Linked DNA regions of Mus musculus: region 2 is linked to region 1. A link is a contact called in public promoter capture Hi-C data. All regions are on one chromosome and are shown on one strand. The core of a region is the stretch at or near the end of the contact, and the rest is flanking DNA. Distances in the headings are between cores, read along the strand shown.

The links. Promoter capture Hi-C pulls out the DNA fragments that hold promoters and counts their contacts.
Region 2: a contact with region 1 is called in a promoter capture Hi-C map of pre-B cells, with 4 times the contacts expected there. The contact joins the promoter of Ankrd55 here to the promoter of 4930526H09Rik in region 1. A contact is called at or near these places in 3 of 39 promoter capture datasets (liver and pre-B cells).

The regions. Positions count from the first base shown.
Region 1 is chr13:110,901,072-110,906,257 of GRCm38.p6, reverse strand. It overlaps 4930526H09Rik (RIKEN cDNA 4930526H09 gene), which reads left to right and starts at 2,412. Exons shown (of 3, transcript NR_131194.1): 1 at 2,412-2,889. It overlaps Gm38397 (predicted gene, 38397), which reads right to left and starts at 2,759. Exons shown (of 5, transcript NR_131193.1): 1 at 2,731-2,759; 2 at 2,434-2,491; 3 at 2,015-2,180; 4 at 1-94.
Region 2 is chr13:112,285,497-112,290,390 of GRCm38.p6, reverse strand. Ankrd55 (ankyrin repeat domain 55) reads right to left here and starts at 1,940. Exons shown (of 11, transcript NM_029898.3): 1 at 1,409-1,940. The coding sequence starts at 1,463.

The sequences.
Region 1 (5,186 bases), core at 1,163-3,662:
TTGCCCTTTCTGTTGGATGTCTTCCATCCCTGTCTTCCTCTCTACTCCCACTTCAGGACTTACTTCCCCATTATCCTTCTTTTAGTTTTCCAATCTGTATTCCCATACAAAAAAAAAAAGAGAGAGACAAAAAATTAAAATCAAGAATCTACTAATGAGATTAGTACATGTGGTTGTCTTTCTGACTCTGAGATGCTTCACTTAACATAATAATTTCCAGTACCATCCATCTTCCTGCAAGTATCACTGTCTTAGTCTTCTTATGGGTAAGAGAAAGTCTATTTTGCTGTATTAACCACATTTTAAAATTTGTTTTCTTTTTCTTTTATAAAATCATCTTTTATTTTGACATGATAGTTACATCATTTCCCTCAGCCATTTCCTCCCCTCAAGGTCTCCCTGGTATCCCTCCTCGCTCTTTTTCAAATTTGACTCCATTCATCTATAGATGGACATCTGAATTGGTCCATTCTCTTAGCTATTGTGAATAGTGGAACAGTAATAGGCGACTTACAGTCCTCTGGGGAAGTGCTCAGGAGTAGCCTAGCTGGGTGTGATGGTGCTCCTTGTTGTAGATTGAGTTTGTTTATTTTCATGTTTAATCACCACACTGATTTGCATGGAGGCTGCACTCATTTATACGCCTACCAGCAGTGAATAAAGGTTCCTCTTTCCTCACATCCGCACAAGTGAGCAATAAACACTTTTAAAAGTATTTGGCATCTTTAGCAACTAGAAAATGCAAAGCAAAAACAACTCTGAGACTTATTTGTAATTTATCACCTTTCATTTTAGAGATGAGAGAGCTGAAGCCTAAGAGGAATTAGACATTATATATTTTTCCCAAGATGCATAGATAAAAACCACAGGGTTTGATTTCCGTCCTGTGACTGTCAGTCTCAGTTTCTTTGTTGTACCCTTAGACACTGTCACAACTGAACGAGCTCAGCATGTCCTTTCTGTAGGAAGATCCCTAGAGTTTGGAACAATAGTCATGATTGTGGAAAGTTCTCAGGGTGTTCCTTTTCTCCTTAACAATTAGTATAGATTGAAAATAAAGTTAAAATGTTTCTAACTGTTAAGGTGATGGTAGTTAGATCCAGATTGATAGAGGCAGCACAGAGTTAAAAGAAAGAGGAGACAGACCATATATAAATATATATTCTGTATATAGAAGCAGAATTGCCCTTTAATCTGAACAGCTGAAGGGGAGAGGTCTCTCTGAGTGAATGGAAGCTACTTACATTAGCACAGTGGGCTAGGGGATTTTATAGGAAAGAGGAATGACTTTGGGGATAGAAGCTTCTATCTGAGGTCAGTTCCCCTGCAGGGTCCCAGCGGAAAACACCAAAGGAGGTTAGTGTGTTATCTATCTTAATAGAAGCCAGGTGTTATTACCAGTCAAGTTTCCAGTCTGGATTTTCTCAGTCTACCTGAGACTTTTAACCCTTCAGTGGTATCCTGGGGAAGGGAGGGGTGGTACTAGTGACTTTCACATTAAGTGAAGAGTTTATTTAACAGTAATGTACTGACTTAAAAAAACTGTGACGAATATATGACAGTAAAATATTAACCACAGACAGAATAGAGGGAAATAAAGACATCCTCTATACCAGTGATTCCTAACCTTCTTAAAGCTGCAGACCCTTTAATTCAACTCCCCCTGTGGTGAATCCCATGACAAAATTAGTTCATTGCTACTCCATAACTAATTTTGCTACTGTTTTGAATCACGATGTAAGTATCTATCTGGATATCTGACATATGACCCTCCAAAGAGGTTGCTATCCACAAGTTGAGAATCACTGGAGTCTATACCACCTTGGCGGCATTTTTGTAAATCTGAAACAATTTGGAAAGCAAGCTTATGAATGATACAGTGATAGAGGAAGCTCATGATAACACCCACGAGTAGCTCAAAGGCCACAATGCTTCTGCTCTCCAGAGAGAGGTGACCGCTCTCCTGTAAGCTCTCTGCTTTGGAGCTCCAGCCACATCACCACACCTCCATCACCTTACAGAGCATGCCTCCAGTTTGTTTAAGTCTCTGAAGTGGTGAGGCTCACTGCGTATGCTCCATTCTGTCCTCGCGCTGTGCTGGTTTCTGTGGCGCAGGCAGCTATGCGCTTCACATTTATCTTCTTACTGACACTCAAAACTGGCCTTCCTTTGTCGGGATTCTGCAAGACCAAAGGAAGTGTTTTAAAACGTCCTTCTGTTAGGTTACCACGCATGATGATCCTAGTCAAGTCCTGATAGCTGAGCCATTTGGATCTGGCCTTTGTGACAGGTTTCTTGTTCTGGAAGTCTGAGTCCTGGGAGATCCAGAACATGATTGGCTTCTATGGCATGTCAGCCCTGCAGAGCCTCGTCTGCCTCTTATACAAGCATCCTGTTGCTTTTGATCTCTTATTTCTAAGGTTACTAGCTTACCATGGATGGCTGTAGTGAAGGTATAGCCACAAGACTGAGGAATCAATACAGCATACATCTGTTAGCAACACAGGAGGCCAACTTGAAGTTAGGTCAGAAAGGATATATTCAAAAAGTTCCCAAAGTTCTGATTCCTACGTGTTTCTGAAATGTGCCCCTTCTTGTATCAGTTGGGGTCCATCTGATAAAGAACACCTTTGAAATCTATCTTGGGTGAGAGAAAGATTGGTCCTCAGAGCATTGCTGGTTTGGATGATGGAAAAGGTGAGATGCCAAACAGAAGACAAGGCCACTCACGTTAGCTGTAGCAGGAAGCTATAATCAGCGCTGGGCTGTGTGGACAAAGAGAGGAAGTAGTGTTTCCACAGCCAAGGGTGGGATCCCTGGACTGCAGCCAGGACTGGAGCATGCGTGCACAGAGGCAGCTGAAGCCAAAGAGGAAATACAACTGCTGCTGTAAGTGTCATCTGAGGCCTTAGAGAGAGAAACATCCTGAAGTTTTCTGTTTTTCAGGCTGCTGACAGTAAATATTTCTGGGCAAAGCTAACCAGAAACCTGCTAACCCAGAGGCTCTTTTCAGCACAGAGCAGAGAAGCGAGTTCTCTTTTCAGATACAAAGGACCGCTGCTCCAGCTGAGCCTCTACCTTCTCCTTCTCCTTCTTGTACTGTTACTTATGGTACAGACATACATGTACACATGTCCTCACAGACGTTCCTGACACAACAGTGATAGTCTCCTTCCGTTTCTTCTTTCATACTTTAGACAGAATGATGGTCTAAAACAAACAGATTTGGCTCCTGTTTAAGCCAAAAAATAATTCCTTGTCACTGTGTATCAAGCCCAAGAATTTTATCACGGAAGTCAAGTTTTTTTGTCTGGCTCTTATCTTCCTCTTTAGCCTTTTTCTCCCGCAATTCAGGGCTAAAGGTGAAGTTCTGTGGGCAAAGTGCTTGCTTGCTTAGAATGTGCAATGTCTTACACTTAATCCTCAGGAATGCAAAAATATGAAAATGATGGTTTGTTTCCTACAACTGTTGCATGGCTCGTCTTGAATGCAATGAAGACTATGTAAGACACAGAGTCATCATAGACAGCTATGGCCAAGGTGTCAGAGCGTCAGCTGTTAACTCTCCATCCTCAAATAGCTTCTAGAACCCTGGAAGAACATGAGATGGGAAGATTTCACCTACTCCAGGGAAATAAAGGGGCAGAGAGATGCATGGGCTATGGAATGATGCCAACGGATCAGAGAACAAGTCTGTGCGATTTGTGACATTCTTAGTAAAACCCATCACGTTTGATAAGTCTGGCTATGTGGTATGAAATTTGATTGAGAATAGAACTTCGTGTCTAAAGAAGTGGTTCTCACTACTATTCCTAAAATTAACTTACTGCTAACAGACCTCTGGTGGAATAAAGGACTGTGGAAGGTTCACTCTTAATAGGAACAGATGCTAACTGTCATCTACAGCTCCTACCTTCTCTCCACCCCCACAGGCACTCCTCCTAAACTCCTAGTCCCCATTCTGCTTGTGTGACTTAAGGCTTTGGTAATGATTGGCTTTGGTTCATGGCTGTCTGCATTTAACCAGTGAGCACTGGAACACAAATAACTTACTAGTGGACACTTTAGTGAAGACAGTGATTTCCCCAACCCCAGCAGACCACAGCCAGTATTAGTCTGTAGCTGAGGGGTGTACTGTCTTCATCACATAAACAAACACACCCATATATAAACATGCATATACATCCATGCACATACACATACATACACACATATACATAAACACACCTACACATAGAACAATATACACATACATTTACGTACATATACACACATACATGCACATACATATAGATACACAACACATAAATATACACATACACAAATATATACCCATACATATATACATACACACACCTATATACACATATGCATACATAAATACACATACACAAAATACTTGACAAGAGTTGATATATTTCTAAATCAGGTCATCTCAGTTTCCTAATATTTAGGTTTTTTGAAAACAGAGTTCACTTCAAAAGCTTATTTCCTTTTGAATTATAAATATCATTTACTGTATGTTTTTCAAACTCCAAATGTAGCTAAGTCATCCGTAATCCATCCATAATTTGGGCTAATATAATTTTTTTAATCTTTTTTTTTAATCTTCCTCAGGAGACATTAGCTAATATGGAGGTTATATAGTAGGAGATGTCCACAGAAAGTAGATTCTGAAAAGGAAATAGAGTAGCACATATTTGTTAGAGAATGTCTTAAGAATAATCCACATAAAAGAGTTGACTATAGCTTGGAAGAGAAAATGTTGAGATAGGCTGTCGCAACAAGAGATTGGCCACAGTAGCCACTGTAACAGCCAGGTGTGATGGCCTTTCTGATTTGTGCTGATTCAGGGAAAAGGCATGTTGATGTAGCAAATCAGTAATCAGCAGGGCCATTTAAGGTGAGCCATCTTTATTCAGATAAAAGAATCCCAAACAGGAATGGCAGTGAGGTCCATTTCCCACAGTCCTATCAAAGCTGGGAGAACAAACCCTTCATTCTTACCTTTGTGGGGATGTGGGTGGTGAACCGAAGCATTGCCTCAAGTGTATTTATTATAAACCTCAGTATATATAATAATACATGTACTGAATGTATACTCAAGATAATCATGTAAACAATTATTCATATAATTATAAAATACATAGTTATTATGCAGACAAATGGCAAAAGCATAAACTGCC
Region 2 (4,894 bases), core at 691-3,190, 1.4 Mb before region 1:
TAGAAAGAGCCAGGCTGGCACAGATACATTTGTTTTGAAGGACTTGTTCTTCTGCAGTCAGTCCCTGCTCCCTCAGATTAGTCTCCCAAATGACCACCGTGTTTCTCTGTGATTCTGCGGCTTGGCAACACTCTTCTCTAACCAGCACAAGCAGCTTGATTCTAAGCAGAGCTCTCACTTCTGCTGATTGCCATCAGTGGAACAAAACGTACAGGGAGGAGAGGAGGTGGTGGTGGGGGAACTACAGTAAGCCCCCTTCCTGTGGTGCCTGTCTACAGACTCAGTGTGAATCAAGATGTTCTCAAGATCGATCTCTCTCTCTCTCTCTCTCTCTCTCTCTCTCTCTCTCTCTCTCTCTCTCTCTCCCTCTTTACCCCCTCTCTGAGCAAGAATTGGAGAAGACTCTATCTGCCTCAGGAATCTAAATCTATGTTATTATTTGAGAAATCCATTGAGCAAACATCATTTACCCATGCCACGAAGCCAGATCTAGAGGAGGTGACCTTGCCTTGAAGCATCGATAATTGGGAAAAAGAAAGAAGAAATGGCTATTGCTAATGAGGCTTCCGCAAGCCACCATTTCATAGTGTAGCTGAAAGAAAGAAACTAACCAAGCTCTGAGAAGCTGCAGAATCCTAGTGCGGCGAGTGGGTTAGATGCCGTACGTTTCATTAAAAGGCTCTGGGAAGGTCTGCTGTATTTAAAGTGTGGGAATTCCCCTCCATCGTACATAGAAAAAATGGTCTAATTACACAGATGACAAATACATGTGTGGAGGCACACAGCACATGCAAAGCCACACTCACACAGACTGACAGGCTGTGAGTCTGATGATGGCAATGAATCTCACAGCCTACTTGGCCCGTGGAAGGATGACTTTCTGTATGCAAATGAAGGGTAGGGGGAAAAAACCCACTCTGCCATTGCAATTAAATAATACAGTATTAAGTCACTGCACGGTCTTGAACGAGGTGTGGCATCAGCAGGACCCGTCTGTGGGTCAGGTCTCTCTTGGAGGGGAATCCACAGTGCCTCGTGATGGCTGAAGTGACGAAATATGAGATTTACGGGCTGAAAGAGGCCCGGTATGCATTCTGATATTGCTTTCTCTAACATACTTTATGACATGACATAAAGATGATACTATCTAAAGTAGCTGATATGTCTCAAACCAAAGAGTAGGACTAGGAATACATCCGCAAGACAGAAAGCCCGTAAGCTTTTTTTTTCTTTTCTTTTCCTAAAAGCTTATCAAGTCCTTACCAGGTTTGTTTTCACACACACACACACACACACACACACACACACACACACACACACACACACACACTCACACACACACACCTTTCCTCTTCTCCTTACAAACTGGAAATCTCTTCGCCATTGGAGTGGTAAAACATCGTGTTACCTTTGTGCTGATCAAACACAGAAGAGGTGCTGAAATCCATGGTAGCCTGTCTCATCGTTTACCATCAGAACGGCAAAAAAAACCCAGTCAGGGCTCTGGAGAGGAGAAAACACCATTTCACACACTGCAGCCAACGTCAGTCAGCTTCAGCATCGTTGGCGTCAGCTCCCGTTGTAGAATTAAGTGTGTGTTAGATCTGCCGGGCGCCTTCAAGGCTACCTTTGCAAAGACATAAAAAACACTCTTTCTGCAGGGGAGGAAGTGTTACTCTCAGAATCCCATTCACCATCAACACTGACGTGTGAGTATTATATACCCTTCCCCCAAGCAGACAGACAAAACATCCCAAACCCTAAAATAAGACAGCCTTCACGGGGGTGCCTGCCTTGGATCTGGGCCAGGAAAATGCTGCAGATCTCAGAGCTTCGGCTGAGGCGACTGGAAGGTCGCTTTAAACCAATAGAAACCTCAATGAGTGAGTGAGATTCACAGGGCCAGACGGAGCATGTGCAAAGCCGCCAGCGCAGACTGCGTGCTGGCTGTTTGTTCTTGGTGGAGTGAGAACTGCATTTGGGTCATGTGAGCAGAGACGGGCCATCTCAGTGGAATAGGATGTAAATATTGTAGCAGGAGGCTGCAGTCCACGTGCCCTGCTGAGTAGTTATGCACTGCTGCTGGGGGTGGGGGGATGGGGGGAGGTTCAGGCTCCCTGCAGTGACCTCCTCCTGTCAGAGAGACTTTGAGGGTGGGCAGTGAAAGGTTGAAGGTCAAGGTTCAAATATCTGTGCAGACTAAATCAAACAGCCTGCAGTCACAAGGCTGTGCCTTACTGCATTCTGCATGAAGCCTGACAAGTCACCAGCCATACTGCTTCGAGAAGCAGTCAAATAAATTCATCCTCTAGGGTTAAAAACCTGAGGGGGAAATCTTGCTCTTATTTGCATACGGTGGTACTGTCTATTGCTAGGGGAAGACATCTGTCTAGTTCGTTTGTGTTTTTACAAAATGAAGACATTTCCTTTGTGGTTTTGGCTTTATATCTATATGTGTGCACACCTGAGCGTGTATATGTCACAGGTCCATCAGGAATCTCTTTTCAGGATCACCTTCCTTGTTTTTTCCAGAGAGAGTCTCTCCCTGACACCCAGGCCTTGTCCGGGTGCCTAGGTTGGCTGGCAGGAAGCCAGGATTCTCCTATCTGTCCTCCAAGAGCCTGGGTGGTGAGTGATAGCACCTGGCTTTTTGTATGTCACTGATCATGGCAACTCCCTTTTCTTTTTAACTAACAGATATTTGATTTTAGACATAGTGCTGGAAATGTTTTCTTTTTTTCCTCTGCGTATGGCTATATTAATACTTTTTTTTTGTAGTACAGAGATTAAACCCAAACATTATATACTAGATAAGTGGTCAACTACTGAACTACACTCTTAGTCTTTACATTTGTTTTGATATAGAATGGTCTAGTCTATGTTCTGTGTTCTTTTGTAGGCAGTTCTCTTTTATCTTTTGACACATATTTTCTACTTGCCTGTCATTTATTTTTCATAAAAAAGGGCCTCACATCTCTATGACAATGCTACCACTCACTAGTAATATCACTCACTCACAAGCACTGTTATTCACCTCACAGAACCATGACTCAGCAGTACTGTTACTATGACTCAGCAGGACTGTTAGTATGACTCAGCAGGACTGTTATTATGACTCAGCAGTACTATTATTTACCCAACAATGTTATTCATCGCTATTCTTTTCCACTTGGGCTCCTTCCTTTCAAAATACTCTGCAGTATTTGATTTAAAAATACAAGCAGAGGCTGGAGAGATAACTCAGTGGATCAAGTTGTTGCTTTAGCATTTTTAGAGTCCAGGATGTGGCAGTTTGACTGTCATCTCAGTGCTGGGGAGGTGGAGACAGGATTTCAGGAGCAAGCTGGATGGCTAGACTAGCAGTGAGCTCTGGATCTGATGGAGGGACTGTGCCTTAATATATAAAGGGTGAGCAATCAAGAAAGACACTCATGTCAACTGTGGTCCCTACATGTGTATGCTGAAATGGTCACCCACACATATATATATACCACACATATATATACCCCACAAGCAAACACACACATCATGCATACAGAGGAGAAATACAACACATTGTTGACAGATGAGCTAGGTGGTGTAGGACAGCAGGACTGGGAGAAGAACAACTGCTGAAGTCAGCCTTCTGATACTCTAGCCTGTTGCCTGGAGTGTTTCCAAACCCACTGCTATATGGAACCAGGGTGGGCTCAGTGGTTTGTAGAATGACTCCTGAAAAGATATACACGCCTTAAGCCCCAGAACCCATGAACATGACCTTGATGGCAAACTGAGTCTGTTCAGCTCTAACGACATAAAGGAGCTCTCTTTGAAATGTGTCTCAGTGGTTTCTATTGTTCAGAGGAACATGCAGAGGTAAGGGGGTGGGGGAGAACATGGAACAACACAACCTCCTGTCATTTGTCACTTATGCCACCAAAGCAGGAAGAACTTAGGAACCCATTGTCTCCTAAAGCCTAGAGGGGGAGCTGGGTTCTGGCAGCACCTTGATTTTCAACTTTGGATTTCCAGACTGTGAAATAGTAAGTTTTGGTTGGTTATTGGAAGCCACCAAGTTTGTGATAATTTTCTTACAGCAGCTTCAAGAAATTAACACAGAGGACTCTCAAAATATTATCTCTCCAGTTAGTAGATTTCTGTGAAAGCATTTATCATGACCCAAACCAAAGTATGGCTGTTAGTTTGTAAGGGACTCATTCTGAAGAGAGGCAGGTAGGCAGACCGAAGACGAGGGCTTGAGTGTGTTATATAGGTGTGGCTTGGGCAAACGTCATGATTTTTTGGAGCTCTGCCTTTTAATCTGTTGCATGGGAACCAACTTCTTATGAGAATTCATGGTTATCATTCAGTCACTTTTCTGGGCTTCTAAAAAGGTTAGTTTTTTTTTTTTTAAATGTATTTTCCAGTTCATTTTGAGTGAGGGTGTAATGTCCTACTGCAATCAAGATATAGAATATTTCTATCACTTTTAAAGCTCTCTGGTGCTCCTTGCAGGCTAGCCCCTCTCCTGGGAAGTGTATATTCACAACCTAATGGGAGAGGGAGAAAAAAACCAGTGGACAGGTAAGCAACTTAGCACTTAATGGTAGGAAAACAGTATATGCTCTAAAGGGCATTTAAAGTTTTGGTGCATTTTGCTTTGTACTTTTTGTAGTGTTATCTTTATTAGAACATATAGTATATTTTGTACTAACACTTTAATTCATGAATATCATATACGTTGATTATATTCACTCTTATTCTTTCTCTTGCTCCTCCTCTTCTCTCTTGATTTCTTTCCTCTTTCCAGAGATAGGGTTCTTTCTCCTCTCTCTCTCCCTCTCTTTCTCTCTCTCTCTCTCACACACACACAGGCACATATATAACATTCACACACACACAAGCATACACACAC